Linked DNA regions of Zea mays: region 2 is linked to region 1. The links are chromatin contacts, called in public Hi-C maps. All regions are on one chromosome and are shown on one strand. Each heading gives the region's core, a stretch centred on a gene start, on an enhancer-like site or on the middle of the called end of the contact. The rest is flanking DNA. Distances are from core to core; before and after follow the strand shown. Region 1 holds the start of LOC100383022 (Transducin/WD40 repeat-like superfamily protein). Region 2 holds the start of LOC103640598 (Chaperone DnaJ-domain superfamily protein).

Evidence for each region. A called contact is a pair of places that touch in the nucleus more often than the background predicts.
Region 2: a Hi-C map of leaf shows a contact between it and region 1, with 3 times the contacts expected there. The contact joins the promoter of LOC103640598 here to the promoter of LOC100383022 in region 1. A contact is called at or near these places in 5 of 25 Hi-C or Micro-C datasets (ear, endosperm, leaf and 1 more).

Annotation. Positions count from the first base shown.
Region 1 is chr1:176,878,169-176,885,194 of Zm-B73-REFERENCE-NAM-5.0, reverse strand. LOC100383022 (Transducin/WD40 repeat-like superfamily protein) reads right to left here and starts at 4,263. Exons shown (of 16, transcript NM_001329466.1): 1 at 4,090-4,263; 2 at 3,803-3,997; 3 at 3,505-3,675; 4 at 2,870-3,263; 5 at 2,652-2,770; 6 at 1,737-1,814; 7 at 1,462-1,602; 8 at 1,317-1,361; 9 at 938-1,104; 10 at 769-847; 11 at 613-695; 12 at 230-359; 13 at 13-145. The coding sequence starts at 4,209. LOC100381537 (putative AGC protein kinase family protein) reads left to right here and starts at 4,949. Exons shown (of 14, transcript NM_001174366.1): 1 at 4,949-5,482; 2 at 6,342-6,516; 3 at 6,702-6,785; 4 at 6,864-7,026. The coding sequence starts at 5,241.
Region 2 is chr1:177,290,831-177,297,856 of Zm-B73-REFERENCE-NAM-5.0, reverse strand. It overlaps LOC103640598 (Chaperone DnaJ-domain superfamily protein), which reads left to right and starts at 2,966. Exons shown (of 9, transcript XM_008663819.3): 1 at 2,966-4,098; 2 at 5,237-5,366; 3 at 5,505-5,992; 4 at 6,090-6,170; 5 at 6,489-6,587; 6 at 6,832-6,948. The coding sequence starts at 3,778.

The DNA of each region.
Region 1 (7,026 bases), core at 3,014-5,513:
CATAGTTTGTACCTTCTGCATAAATGCTGTAAGACCACTGCATGGAAAGATTTGAAACATTCCATAGAGCAATCTGTGGTCTTGAACTCTGACATAGAGACATCAAAAACACTGATGTCCCAACGAAAGAAAGATTTGTCACTGGCTGCAGATAAAATAAATGACACATCAAACTGCTATTCTAAGACAGAGATAAACCATAAAAATATGTCAATGAATGATCATATACCGATAGTGTTTCTGCAATGACACCAACAAGCGCATTATTATCAGGATCCCACAATGTGATGGTACTCTCAGCTGCAACTGCAAGAACAGATCCATCGGCTGAGAAGGCTGCTGATGTCATAGGTTTCTTCCTGCAAAATTTTAAACGCTCAAATATCATATGACTCACTAATCAAAGACAAAAAAATGCTGGAAGCCTAAATGTGTGGTTATATAGAAGTATTTAGAATAAATATGTGTATGACTATTTTAGTATTTTAAACCATCAAATATTAATAGGCATTGCCCAAAGGTAAACATGTTACATGTGTATGAATATTTTAGTATTTTAAACCATCAAATATTAATAGGTATTGTTCAAAGGTAAACAGATTCACAACTCACTTGTATGAGCCAACTGATTGGCATCTCCAACCAGAACAATTTCTTTCATCATTTGATTGTGAAGACAAACTCTGGACCCAAACCTACATAAAAGAAAGACAAAACTTATGAATTGAGGAAACAGTGCATCCTCTCAAACACAACAGCCATGCACACCTTAAAGTTACCACCAAAAGAAGAGCTAACGGCCATATTTCTTCCTGGGCGGAATGCAACAGAAGAAACCCCATCATCACTGTATGAAAGATTAAATGTAAAAGTTAGAACAAATAATACTTTCATTTTTGTATTGTATCTCTCAGCAGCCTTATAAACATGAACCAACCTGTGAGGCTCATAAATGACGGTGGACAAAAAATAATGTCCAGCTCTTGACCCATGATTCCAAAACTTCAATGTAACAAGACCACCTAAACCTTCTTCAGGAAGTTTGACATCCACGGTGCACATCAAATCGCCATCGATTGACAATGAAACCATGGAAATGTACATCTGTATCAAGGGGGAAATGGAGCATATCAAAAGCTAAAGTTCAATTCTGAATACCAAACAAGAGAACTAATTATTTAAGCATGGTAACTAGCAGGGCAACCAAAAGTAATCCAGGAGCGGTGGAAAATGTTTGGCACACGTAAAGAGATAGAGCAACAAAAAAGAACAAAAACATGGGACTAAAAATAAGCATATGAAATGAGGTATCTTACAGTGATATCATCAATAGGCTGGAAATTCCTCTCACACACTTGCACCTGAAAAGATTAACAATGTTAGGGTCAGTTTCAGTAAAAATGTCCATCATGTAAAAACTGCCAAAAAGGATGGATTAACATGATAACTTAATAAGCCTACCTCTGAAACCTCAGCGTTCTCAAACAAATTGTAGAACTGTATGCAGTAATCTTCAGTTGGTATAGCAACAAGTCTATTAGTATAATCAAATCCATACACAGCCCGATTAGATCCGCCCAAGTTTGGTGAAGCAATTGGCAGCTAAAAACACAGGAAAAGATAATCACAAGATCATGACCATACCATAAAATCACATTTTATCAGAAACAAGGAAACCCAGAAACAAGCAATGCTAGTAATTGCATAGGGGGGGTGCATATTTCCATATTACAAACCTTGATTCCAGCAATAGATCTCATGACCTCCATATTAGGCATTTTTAGAAGATAGACTTGGTTATTTGTACATGACACCTGAAATACGAACAAAAGTTATCATGCACACTATGGGCAAGAAAATCAGACCAGATCAAAGATGCAGCTGGCAACACAGTCATGAGTGATTTAGCCAGTCCTATATCGGACAACATTTATGAATCATGCTAGGACAATTACATATGGAAAGCAGGGCCATATTTTACTTCTCTGCCAGCTCTAATAAAAACTATTACCCAATTCTTTATACTAAGGCATAGCAGCATAAGCAGGCATTAACTCAACAATCTGGAAACCCTCAATATACTTGCATAGAATACTCACACAAACAACTTCTTTTGTTAGCTATATTTTCTTGTGTGACGAACCAAGCAACAGATAGACTTAAATCAGTGATTACGCACATATTCGTATAGCAAAGGAAAACATGGGTTAATAAATGGCCATTTCAGTATTAATCTTCAATATAGAAAGTTGTCAAGTGATAAAAGCATAAATACATGTTTTGCTAGAATATTATTTCAAGCAAATTATGGCCGGGACTATGGAGGGAACTTGAATTTAATTATCTAAACTACAATGCATAAGAAAGCAAGGAATGATAACAGCATAAGATCCATGCATTACCATATACAATGCTCTAGACTTGGACATCTAGTGGCCTGAGTTTTGAACTACTGTTTTGATTCTAATGGATTAGTGACTTAACATCTGGGCAAGACTGGAACATTAACTAAGCAGTAACTCATATGGAATGCGGGAATACAGTTATCAAAAACTTCATAAATCAATAATATAATTTGCTCTGCAGAGCAAAAGGCATTGGGTTCTTGTAAAGCATAACAAAGAATAGTTTAGAGAGAAAAGGACACTTACGCAGGAAATGGAAGAATCTGGAGAATCTACAAAGAACAAAAGAGGAGACCCCAGACGTGGTTTATACCTTCTCTTTCCAGTATCTAGTTGCCACACAACAATAACTCCCTCCAAACCACCTAACATAGAAAAAATTGTCATTGAGAAGTACAGGTCTTCCAGGGAAAGACTGAGTTAAATTGACATAGACAGAAAGTAAATGACTCAGTATGCTAAACCTGAAAACAAGTATGCTCCATCAGAAGAAAACTTGAGAAACCTCACACTGCTTGAGTGCCAATGCCATGTTGTGCAAGTGTCTGCATCATCATCCCCCCTAACACCATCCCTTCCGTCATCCTCTTTCGACTGTACACTACTTTCAGAGAACTTTGAGTTTCCAAAACATCTCCAAATCAGGATCCGCCCTGTTACATCACCACCAGCCACAGTTCTCTCAGTTGGATGGAATGCCAGAGTGGTCAAGTGTTTGGTGTGCCGGAGCTTTATCTTCCTTATCTTGTCAGGCTTGAAATCTTTTGTTGGTATGCGCCATATATGGAGCTTTCTTTTATTTGTAATGCCCAAGAATTCTCCAGAACTACTTGCAACGATCTTTTCTGGTTTACGTGTCTGTTTAGATCAGAGCAAATAGTTCATGGAAGCAAGGTTGTAACATTAAAAAACAGAAGTGACACATATTCAACATAATTCTGTACTTTATAATTGAAATTTGAAAACTTATTATATTCGATTCAAATACCAAGAGCATCAGCAAGCATAACCGTCAATATAAAGTACATTAAAGACCAAGATTTATTATGTGGAAATTGACAGATATTGAGTGACAAAGATTTATTATAAAGCTTCTCACCTCGGCCAGGAGGCCACCCACTTGGCGCCCCTTTGTCAGGTCATAAACTCTCATCTGCCCACACAGCGCTTTTGGTTCACTTGCCAGCTTACTCGTATCCTCCACAGAGATGAATGCAAAGGGGCTCGACACCTCAACTCCTTTTGAGGTCCTATATATGTCAGGAACCACCTGCACTCACGGAATCAAATCACAAGCACGCACATTGGCACATGTAATCTCGATTTTTCTCAGCTCAGAATACAAACTAATGATAACCAGAGCAACAGAAATCGAGGAGGCAGCAGGTTGAGCTTACCATGGAGTGGACGGGGAGCCCAACCTGGACCTTCCGCATCACCTCCGCGGCCAAGAAGTCCCAGTAGATGAGCACCCCGTCGAGCCCCGCCGTCCAGCAGTAGCTCGCAAGCTTGGCCGCCGCGGTCGCCTGCGCTGGCGGCGCCACCACCACCACGGCGGTGACGTCCCCCTCGTGCCCCTCCAGCTCCGACACCTGCGACACACCAAAACCCCCGACAACAGTCACAACCCGCACCTCAACAAATTTCCTTCATCGAAGACGGCGGCGCACGGGGCCGGGCTTACTAGCATGGCGGTGGCGGTGCTGAAGACGGAGACGGCGCGACCGGAGCAGACGAGGAGGAGGCGCCCGTCGGCCGAGAAGGCCGGCGGCGCCGAGACGTAGCTCTGGCCGCCGGTGATCATGGCGGTGACGGCGAGGAGGCGCTAGCCGCTAGGGTTTTGGGGTCCAAGTCCGAGTGGGAATGGAGTGGGGGAGGGAGACGGCGCTGGCTCGACAGAGTAGTAGGGTTTTGGGGCCTTGTTTGCCGAGGCGAACTGGCGAAGAGTGGCTCTGAACGGGTTAACGGGCCTAAACCCGCTTCGTATTTGGGCTGTAGGATAATGGACTGGGCCGAGCCGAGCTCCTTTGTCCCTGTCGATGAGGCCGGGCTGGATTAGGCCTTAGGGTAGCTTGCAAGAATGATGTCCAAGGCCAAGGCTCACAGTGTTATCCTTATCCTTATATCATACTTTAGATTAGATTTAGAATTTCTGATACAAATTTAATTTTCTAACTTTTTTTATCCGTCTGAGATGCTCTTACGTAGGGGTGGTAATGGATCGCGATCCAAATGGTTCTTCACAAAATAGTAGGGCCCTAAATAAATTTTAGTTCAAAAATAAATAGAAATAAGATCCGATCCTAATCCGATCCGATCCTTAAATCTTATAATATAAAATTAAGAGTCTTACGATTCGGTTTTTTATACGTAAACACGAAACACGCGCCCTCGCGCGTCTTTTGAAAGTTGCCACGCGAAACAGAAACAGGCAGCACGTCGTAATAATAATTGGGCATCCCAATCTTTCTTATTTTATCTCGGCCAACGTGGACGGCGCGTGATTTTCTCTTCTCTCGCAGTCGCAGCACGGCAGTCGGCAGCAGGCAGGCAGCCAGCCAGCAGCCAGCAGCTGCGAATCGAAGCGGAATCGAAGCCCACCACCAGCAGCAGTGCCCACTTGCTTGGAGCGCGAGTTTACCCCGAGCAAATCGCGGCGGCGCTCGTGCCCGTGCCTCCCGCGTCGAACCCTAGTGCAACTACCAGATCCGGAGATCCCGCGCGGGCGCGGGCGGGACACCAAGCTTCTGACTCAACTCAATCCCCGCACCTGCCAATGCCACCCCCTCGGCGCTGATCCGATCCCGCCGCCGCCGACACTCGCGGGCCCGCCCCATGGATTCCGCCCGGAGCTGGCTCCAGAAGCTGCAGCCGCGGGACAAGGACAGAGAGCGGGGCGCCAAGACGCCGGCGCCGGCGTCGCCCAACGGTGGCGCCGGCAACTCCGCGAGGATGGCCGCCGCGGCGGGGGAGGAGGCGCTGTCTAGCGCCACCAAGCAGAAGGTGGCGGCGGCGAAGCAGTACATCGAGAACCACTACAAGTCGCAGATGAAGTCGCTTCAGGAGCGCAAGGAGAGGTCAGTCCACTCCACTCCACTCCACTCCACTCCACTTTCCTTCCTGGTGTGATGGCAATGCGCGTGTGCCTGGGTGATTTGAGGGGGCTCAGTGCTGGCAAATCGCTATATTTATCAAGTGATGTAACTTTGAGCTGGGCAGTTGGCCTCGGTCTTCTAGTAATTGCTAAGTGATCATTCATCATTTACTATTATCAGCTTGTCTATGCCATTTTTAGGGGAGCCGGGTTCTGTAGGCCTATTAACATTTTATCTGTTTGCAAATACTTACAAAATTGCTAAGGGTCTGTTTGGTTCCAGGGACTAAAGATTAGTCCCTCCATTTTAGTCTCATTATTTTCTTTTGCAATGAGAAAACAGATTAACCCAACAAGGTGGAACATACCATACATAATTATCAACTTATATGGTCAAGAATGAGGATAAAATCTGCCCATAGAGAAGGGAATAAATTGTAACCAGTTGACTGCTGAAATTAGCCCCAACTTTATTTTAGTGCCCCCATTAGTCTGCATGAGCACTGTTAGCAGATACAGCTTCATATAGAATTATGGATTATGGAAGTAAGTACACCTTGCAGTCTGCTTCTGTACTTTGGTATGAATATAGATGTTCTATCTGTATTCGTATGGGTCTTAGCACCACACTCTTGCAGGGTCGATCGGTCGACTTATTTTCTTGACTATTCACATTTCTCTTTTGCCCATAAGTTACACTTGACAACTCTTCTTCTTTAGGACTTCTGTAGGCCTTATTAAACTGCTGCTGTATATTGTTTTTGGGATCATGCTTCTGCTATACATTGTTGAGTTCTGGCTAAGTTTGCTGCAACCCATGTTGATATCAACCAATATTCTAGGCGTTGGATGTTGGAGAGGAAACTAGCAGATGCAGATGTATCTGAAGAAGAGCAAAACAATATCCTGAAAGATTTAGAAAAAAAGGAGACAGAATACATGCGCCTACGAAGGCATAAAATGGGCGTTGATGACTTTGAATTGCTTACCATTATTGGGAGAGGTGCATTTGGGGAGGTAACAAATATTTGAGTCATCCTCTTTGATACAATATATAGTTGGGTGTTCGTGTTCTGTAATGAACAACAGTTTACTCAATACTTCGAGAGAAAGTTTTCTTGTGAAATACATGCAGGTCTCTAAAGAGACAATGTCTGTTTTCTGTGTCTGCCTGCAGCTTACCCCATTATAATATTTTGCAGGTGAGACTTTGTAGAGAAAAAGCTACATCCAATGTGTATGCAATGAAAAAGCTTAAGAAGTCCGAAATGTTACGAAGAGGGCAGGTATTCCATGATGTTAACTCTAGTAACTGTACTGTGTTATCGAGCTAACTTCTATTTTCTCCAATGCATTGTTTTTAGGTTGAACATGTCAGAGCTGAAAGGGACCTCCTTGCAGAGGTTGATAGTCCTTACATTGTTAAGCTGTACTGCTCATTTCAAGATGATGAGTTTCTGTACCTCATTATGGAGTACCTTCCTGGTGGTGACATGATGACTTTACTCATGCGCAAGGACACACTGA
Region 2 (7,026 bases), core at 1,717-4,216, 410 kb before region 1:
TTTTTGGTGACAATAAAGGTATACTTTTTTTTTGAACGTAACAATAAAGGTATACTTCAGCCAACTCCTTGACTACCTCTAGAAATTGCAGGAAACTGGTGGCGACACTGAGACTGAGAGGCTGGCTTGTGAAGTGGTTCTCTCCTGGATCTGGCCCCACCCATCCATTCCCAGCCCGGTCGTTTGGTTTGGTTTGTTTGTCCACCAATTTGCGGCGGTGGTTGCTCCTGTCCTGTGCTTCGCAAAAACATGGTGAGTTGATCCGCCAGCGCCCAACTGGGTTTGTTCCTGGATTAGGAGGCTGATGTTCCTGGATTATCATTTTCTCGGTGAAAAGAATGGGAAAAAGTCGAGCATTGTATACGATGTGCACAAGGGTCAGAAAACATGCAGGGAATGTGACTGACCGATGGTGACGTTTGCAGTTGCAGCCTTGCAGGGTGCTGGTTGTGTGAGTAACTGCAACTGCAAGCACCAGGCCAGGTCAAGGGTAAAAAAGATCATGCTGTGAGCAGTTGTAGAAGGATAAGAAGATAAAATATCACTTTAGAATCACAAATAAGCTGAAATAAGCTATCTAATGCTAGTTTATTTTAACTTAACTGTGATCCCAAAGTGATTTTTTATCTTTCTACTATACCACCTAATCCAACTTATATATAATTTAGGAGGGAAACAAATAGAGCATGAGTCTCTCTTTTGTAGCAGATTATGGATGGGATTATAGAATGACAGTTCAAAACAGAGAGCGCTAAGTCAAGATACAAGTCTTTACATCTATACATGCGGTCAATACCATTTTTTTTTGCCCTTATATGTCCCTGCTGTCTCCTGCGCCGAGGGCAAAATTTCGTCGCCCATGAAACAATAAATTTGGTCAATTGTATAGCAGTAGCTATGGAGACCGGACGCAAAGGAAAAAAAAAAAGAACAAAGGAGGGAGAAAGAAAAAGATAAAGAAGGTAAAAACAAAACAAAAACAAATGACATGTTGCTTTTTTTTTGTTCAACGACGCCGAAACAAATCTTGGTTTAGGGTTGGGGTCATGCAGACGCTTCTTCTTTCTTGGCCAGGTAGGAGTAGGAGGATCTCACTCACATGTCGTGCCATCACGGGTCAACTTGGACGCATTGCTATTCTACTATGATATTTTATCTTTTGCCCTTCAAGGAAAAAAATATTATTTCTTTTATGTATACCGCGCAGGCCTATGATTTTGCTAGCAGAGCACCTGCTCCAATAATCATACTTTGCATGTGGATGGCATGTGATGCTGAGGGGCTTTAATCTGGCTACGATTTTACAGTATTTTATCTTTATAGATTATTGTAGCGTGAGTACTCTTGGAATGTTCTCTTGCAGGCTTCGAGCAGAAAAGATCAGTGTCAGGTCATTTGCGGATGTGACGACAAGCCTGTAGACCTTTTTGGACGGTCCATCAGTTCCGGTGGTTCATCTCCTCCATCCATACGCCACTGCCATGTTTGATCCAACAATTCTCAACCGTTTCGTGCCAAACTGCAGCGACCGAAGCCAGTAGAGGAGGAACCACCTGTTTCTATCTGCGTTTCCTTTTTTTTGTGTGTGTGTGTGATTGATGCCATTTTTGTTCTCTTGTGTTTGGTGTCGTCCATGTGTGGACACCTGTGTTTTCTGTTTTTATAGAAAAAATTAAAAGAGAAAAAGATGTTTGGAGGGAGAGAAACTAGCTGCGTAAATGCAATGGACCCACACGCAAAAGAAGAGGGATTAACCAAGATGGAGACAGAAAGAAAGGGGAAAAAACAATGTGACAATGTGATACTACGAAAATGACTCCGACTTCTCTTAGGTCATCCATAGAAGCTCGTCCGACATCCGTTGTGTGTGGTTTTAGACCCATCCTTAATGCGGCATTCAAATTAAAGTGATGCCAAATAGTTACTTAGTTCTTCAAAAAAAGGCTAAGATTCATTTAGATCTAGTTGCTAGGTGCATTAAACTTAGTGCATCTAAACATGAGCCTTTTAACTAGTTATCACTTACCAGTTAAAAGAGTTAAAAGATTAAGGTCCAGTTATTGCTACATGAGTTAAAATCGTTCTTAGTGCATCTAAACAGGAATGCTAATAGGTGACCTAATTGTTTAGCCGAGCCTTTGAGTTGACAAGCTTAGCATGACTAGTGACTAGCCTACCTCATCCAAACATACTGACTTAGGAGCTCTACATTTCTCTATAGCACCAACATTTCTTAACCGCTTTCTTCACAGCTTCCCGTGCATGTTTCCCAATCTAGACATACTAACCTTAGAGCCTGTTTGGACCTGAAGTATTTTTTATAGTTTCTAAAGAATATCATTTAGTAATATCATAGTATTTTATGTTATAAGGTGTCTGAAAACTTTGTTTTCAAAATCATGGTATTCTAGATACTATGGTATTTTTAGAGTATTCGAAACTCCACTACAATTTAAAGTTTTTATGACATTGCTAGAATTTTGCTTAATACCATGGTTTACAATGGTGTATCAAAACAATCTTTCTTAAAACCATGGTATTTTTGGAGCTCACAAAAACTACGATATTATTATGACAATTGTAAAATATAGTAATGAAAAGTCATGGTTTTAAGAAACATTGTACCCAACACAGCCCCTTGCACATTTCAGCTTCTGCCATCTGGGATGGATCATGGATGAGTATATATTAATTCACAAGTGGCTAACCACTCCACTCTTCCGTGATTAATAACTCAAGTTAAAAGGCCAAGCACATAAATGAACTCAGTTGTCTTTCTACCATGTTTTCTCATTATATATTGGCATACCAGTTTTTTTGAAGCAGTATTAATTTCCATTCTCATCATCATTAATTAAAACAAAATAGCGATTTTTTCCCGAACTGTTGGTGCCACTGTTACTCATTCAATTGAACCAAACACTTTCTTTTCCCTCTCTATAACCACCCATCCCATATCCATCAGCACTGAGTTGAGCACCCCTGCTGGCTGCTTGCCCTGCTCCTCTCTTCTGCCCATGTCTTCTCCCTCCCCCATTCCACTGACGACAGTAGCAACCAACGGTGTCTCCTCTGTCCTCTCTCCTAAGTTACTTGCAGCCCTATCCTGTCTATCCTCATCTTCCTCCTCTCCCTGCCATCTTTTGCAAGATCTCTCCTTCGTCTTCTCTTTCCCCTTTTAAATCCACCGGAATCCCTCTTTTGTCACGAGCCAAGCCGCCGAGCGCAGCATAAAGCGAGCGAAGCACCAGCAAAAGAGAGCGACGCCGCCTGCGCCAAAGCTTCGGATTCCCGTCTATTTTACCCCCCACCCTCGCCGACTCACCGGCGCGAGATCCATCCGCAGGTGTCGGCGGCCTGCAGCCCCCCTTGAAAGATGGCGCCTTTCTGAGGCTCCCCGGGGGTTTCTCGTCGTTTCTTGCTTGGCCCCTAAAGCGGGAGAGCGGCTTCCAGGGAGCTCCTCCCGTTCCCGGCCAATTCAGCTGAAGTGGCGGCAAGTGGGTTTAGGGCTCGATCCGGTTTTGTGCCCGGGCGTGTCTGACTCTGACCCGGGCTAGGGAGCGGTGGTTCTTGGCTAGTTCTTGAGCTGGTTGCGGCGCTTATCCCTCTTCTTGGAGCTCTTGGATTGGTTTGGGGGAAAGCAGGTTCTTGCAAGCAGCTGCTTCGGTTCTCGAGGATGTTAATTTTTTGAATTCAGTCGGGGGGAATGGGGCTCTCGCGGTCTCTGGATTGAGCATTTCTTTATTGGAATTCGACATTTCGTGCGGCCTCCAGTCCATGGAGGATTTGGGGCTGTGGAAGCAGGCGTGGATGTGGGTGTTGTCCCAGAAGCACATCCTAGCGTGGGCGCACACGGCTGCGTGCGGCAGCAGGGAGCGCCTCGCCTTCCTGGTCGATCGGCACTGGCCCGCCGTGTCCCGGGCCTGCGCCACCTCCTCGCGACTCGCGCTCGCCGCGCTGCGGCAATGGCGCGGGTGCACGGCGCGCGGGGTGCTGGCGGTGGCGAGCCTCGGCCCTGCCGCCGTCTTCGTCATCCTCTGGAGCTTCTTCGTGTGCATGACCTCGCCGGCGTGCGCCCTCTACGCGCTTCTTAGCCTGGTTCGTGCTCGGTAAATCCTACTTGTCGTGTCTTGTTGCTTCTGCACTTTAGCTCAGATTTACTGGATAAGGATTTGGCATGATAGATTCTAAATCTTGACATGTGTTGCTTTTGCTGTCCAACTTTGCGTTGCATGGGAGGTTACATTTGTTTAGGGATGTGGTTAAAGTGTTGCCTGATGGATGGTGAAAAAAATAGGATAGGATGTCCAAAACTGTGCCACCACTGGTTGCCTTCATGTGTTGCTGCCAATTGTTTGTGTGAAGCTTTTAGTAGTAAGCTTATTCTATGCTATACTCAAAGTAATATCTATGAACTGCACACTGCGTTTTCAACTTCTTTTATACTAATAATTAGTTCTATGTAGATTGTTTTGCTACCAAAGGTAGGGTGGTGATGAAACATGGTTCTTGCTACTTGGTAGTAGTAAAATATGTGAACTGCTCTCTGCGATCTGTGCTTCTTTTTCACTACTTAGTTCTGTCTAGTTTGTTTTGCTGCCAAAGTTACTATGGTGACGAAACACAACTTCCGGATGAGTATGACCTGACCTAATCATGTTATGTTAATATAATTATGCTAGAATAATGCTATGCTACTCCATCCTTCATATCCTGTCTTGTAATATGTACCCTGCGGGGGTCCTATCTCAGCAAAATGCTAGAAAGTTGATGTTCAGTTGTTTTATCGTGCAGTAACTACTGTTTGTCTGATTAATTGAAATGCCAATACCTATGAATATAGCATACTTTTCATTGTAGATGGATTGACTCTAATACACACTTATGCCTCTGCCATAGTTTGAGTTTCTATCTCCCCAGTTGTGAATTGTAGCAGGCTTAATTAAGATGGGGAAAATGTTAGACCTTTTCATCTAGATTGCACTAGGTAAGTCATGCATGAATTCAATCAGTAGAAAAATAAAACAAAAGAATCCTAATGCTAGGTCTCCTGATATTTTCTCACAGATAGGTTGACATTTCCATGCTGACTGCATAGCTCATTGTCATCAAATTACTTGTATAATATGTAGCTTTTACTTGCAAGTAAGGACCAAGAGGTTTCATATTTAGATTTAGAATCAGAAAGTATCTGAAGGTGTGTCGTTTTCTAATTTTTAATAGCTCAATGTTTCAGGGGGCTGCAGCAGCAGTTGTTCACTATATGGGCTATACACCTGGCCTTTTCATTGTTGGGCTGTTTGGAATATTAATTATGTGGATGTATGGCTACTTTTGGATTACAGGAATGCTTCTAGTTGCTGGAGGTTTGTTTATTTAAACTTACAAATCTGCTCCTGATAATACTTATATTTCTTACAAGTCCCTAACCTGCTTCTTTTTTTCCTAGTAGTCATATTTATTTGACTTTACACCTGATGATAGGCTTCTATGTGTTAATGCAGGTTGTATGTGCTCTTTGAAACATGCTCGATATGTGATACCTGTTTTGACTTCATATGGTGTTTATTCTGTGGCTGTTCGTGTTGGGTGGCTTGGAGTCTTCTTGACACTAAACCTTTCTTTCTTGACAAATGATCTTCTTAATAAGTTAGTGCAAGGATACGAAGGAAGCACTGAAGAAAGCCAGTTTGAAGACATGAAGGATTCTGATCCAGTTATGGATGAGTTCTATCGTAGTTGTGAATTCCCATCAGTTCCTGACAGTGAACCTGAGACCGTGTCTTGCGCGAAGCCATACTGCTCAGCACCCATCCAAGATGTATTACATGTACAAAAAGAGGAACCTCCTAGTAAAGTAGTGAAATCTGATTCTACTTCATTGGATGAGATTAAGAGGATAATGGATGGTTCAAACCATTATGAAGTTTTGGGTGTACCTCGTAATAGAAGCATTGATCAGAAGACACTGAAAAAAGAATATCACAGAATGGTACTACAGCACCCCCCCCCCCCCCAAAAAAAAATATATATATATATAAATTCATATTACTGTCCTGTTTCTACAGTCTTGTGTTTTGTTTCTCTAGGTCCTGCTTGTACATCCTGATAAAAATATGGGAAATCAATTGGCTTGTGAATCATTCAAGAAGCTTCAAACAGCTTATGAGGCAAGTGTTTGGATGTTTATGCTTTGACTCATCATTGTCTAGATTAGTGTTTAATACAGTATTGTATCTTTTATTTAACAGCTAGTTGTTATAGGCTCCTTGCGTTCTGGTGGCTTGGATTGCCTCTCTTCCTGGACCCGTGGTGTCTAGGAGAGATGGCTTTAGCGTTGCTTTTTGTGATGTTTACCATGTGTATCACAAAACTCTGTAATTTGTTGTGTTCGGATTCAACCATGGTGAAAAAAAATACTGTATATTTTCTTTATTACCTTTCTGATTCTTGATGAAGTTAACTTGTGTAGTCATACCTCCCTGCAGGTCCTCTCTGATTTCACAAAGAAAAACAGCTATGATGAGCAACTGAGGAAAGAAGAATCACAGAAAATGACCCCAAGATCATGTGTTGTCTCTCAACAGGTTGTTTCTTATCTCAGTTAACACAGTCAAATATTCAAGTGTATAGTGTAACTTACTGAGAAATTAGCATGGTGCCATTGCAAAGATGCACAAACTGGGAAATACTACTGCTTGTGAGACTGGCTGATGGGCCCTGTGTCCACATGTCAGGGACACAACAATGATATTTTCCACCTGAATGGCCTAATAGATGTTATAAAGGAATTCACTTCAAATAAACTTATCTGACAGACCTTTTTTTTAGAGTGGTGGTGTGGAGTTTCTCTCAGAAGAGTCCAGGCGAATACAGTGCACTAAGTGTGGTAATTTCCATATATGGATATGCACCAAGAGAAGCAAAACAAGGGCACGATTCTGTCAGGTTAGTCACCCGGTGTGGACTTTTCAGGGTACTTTTTGTTTGATTGGGTATCTCTGCAGCTATTTAGTAAGAATTATG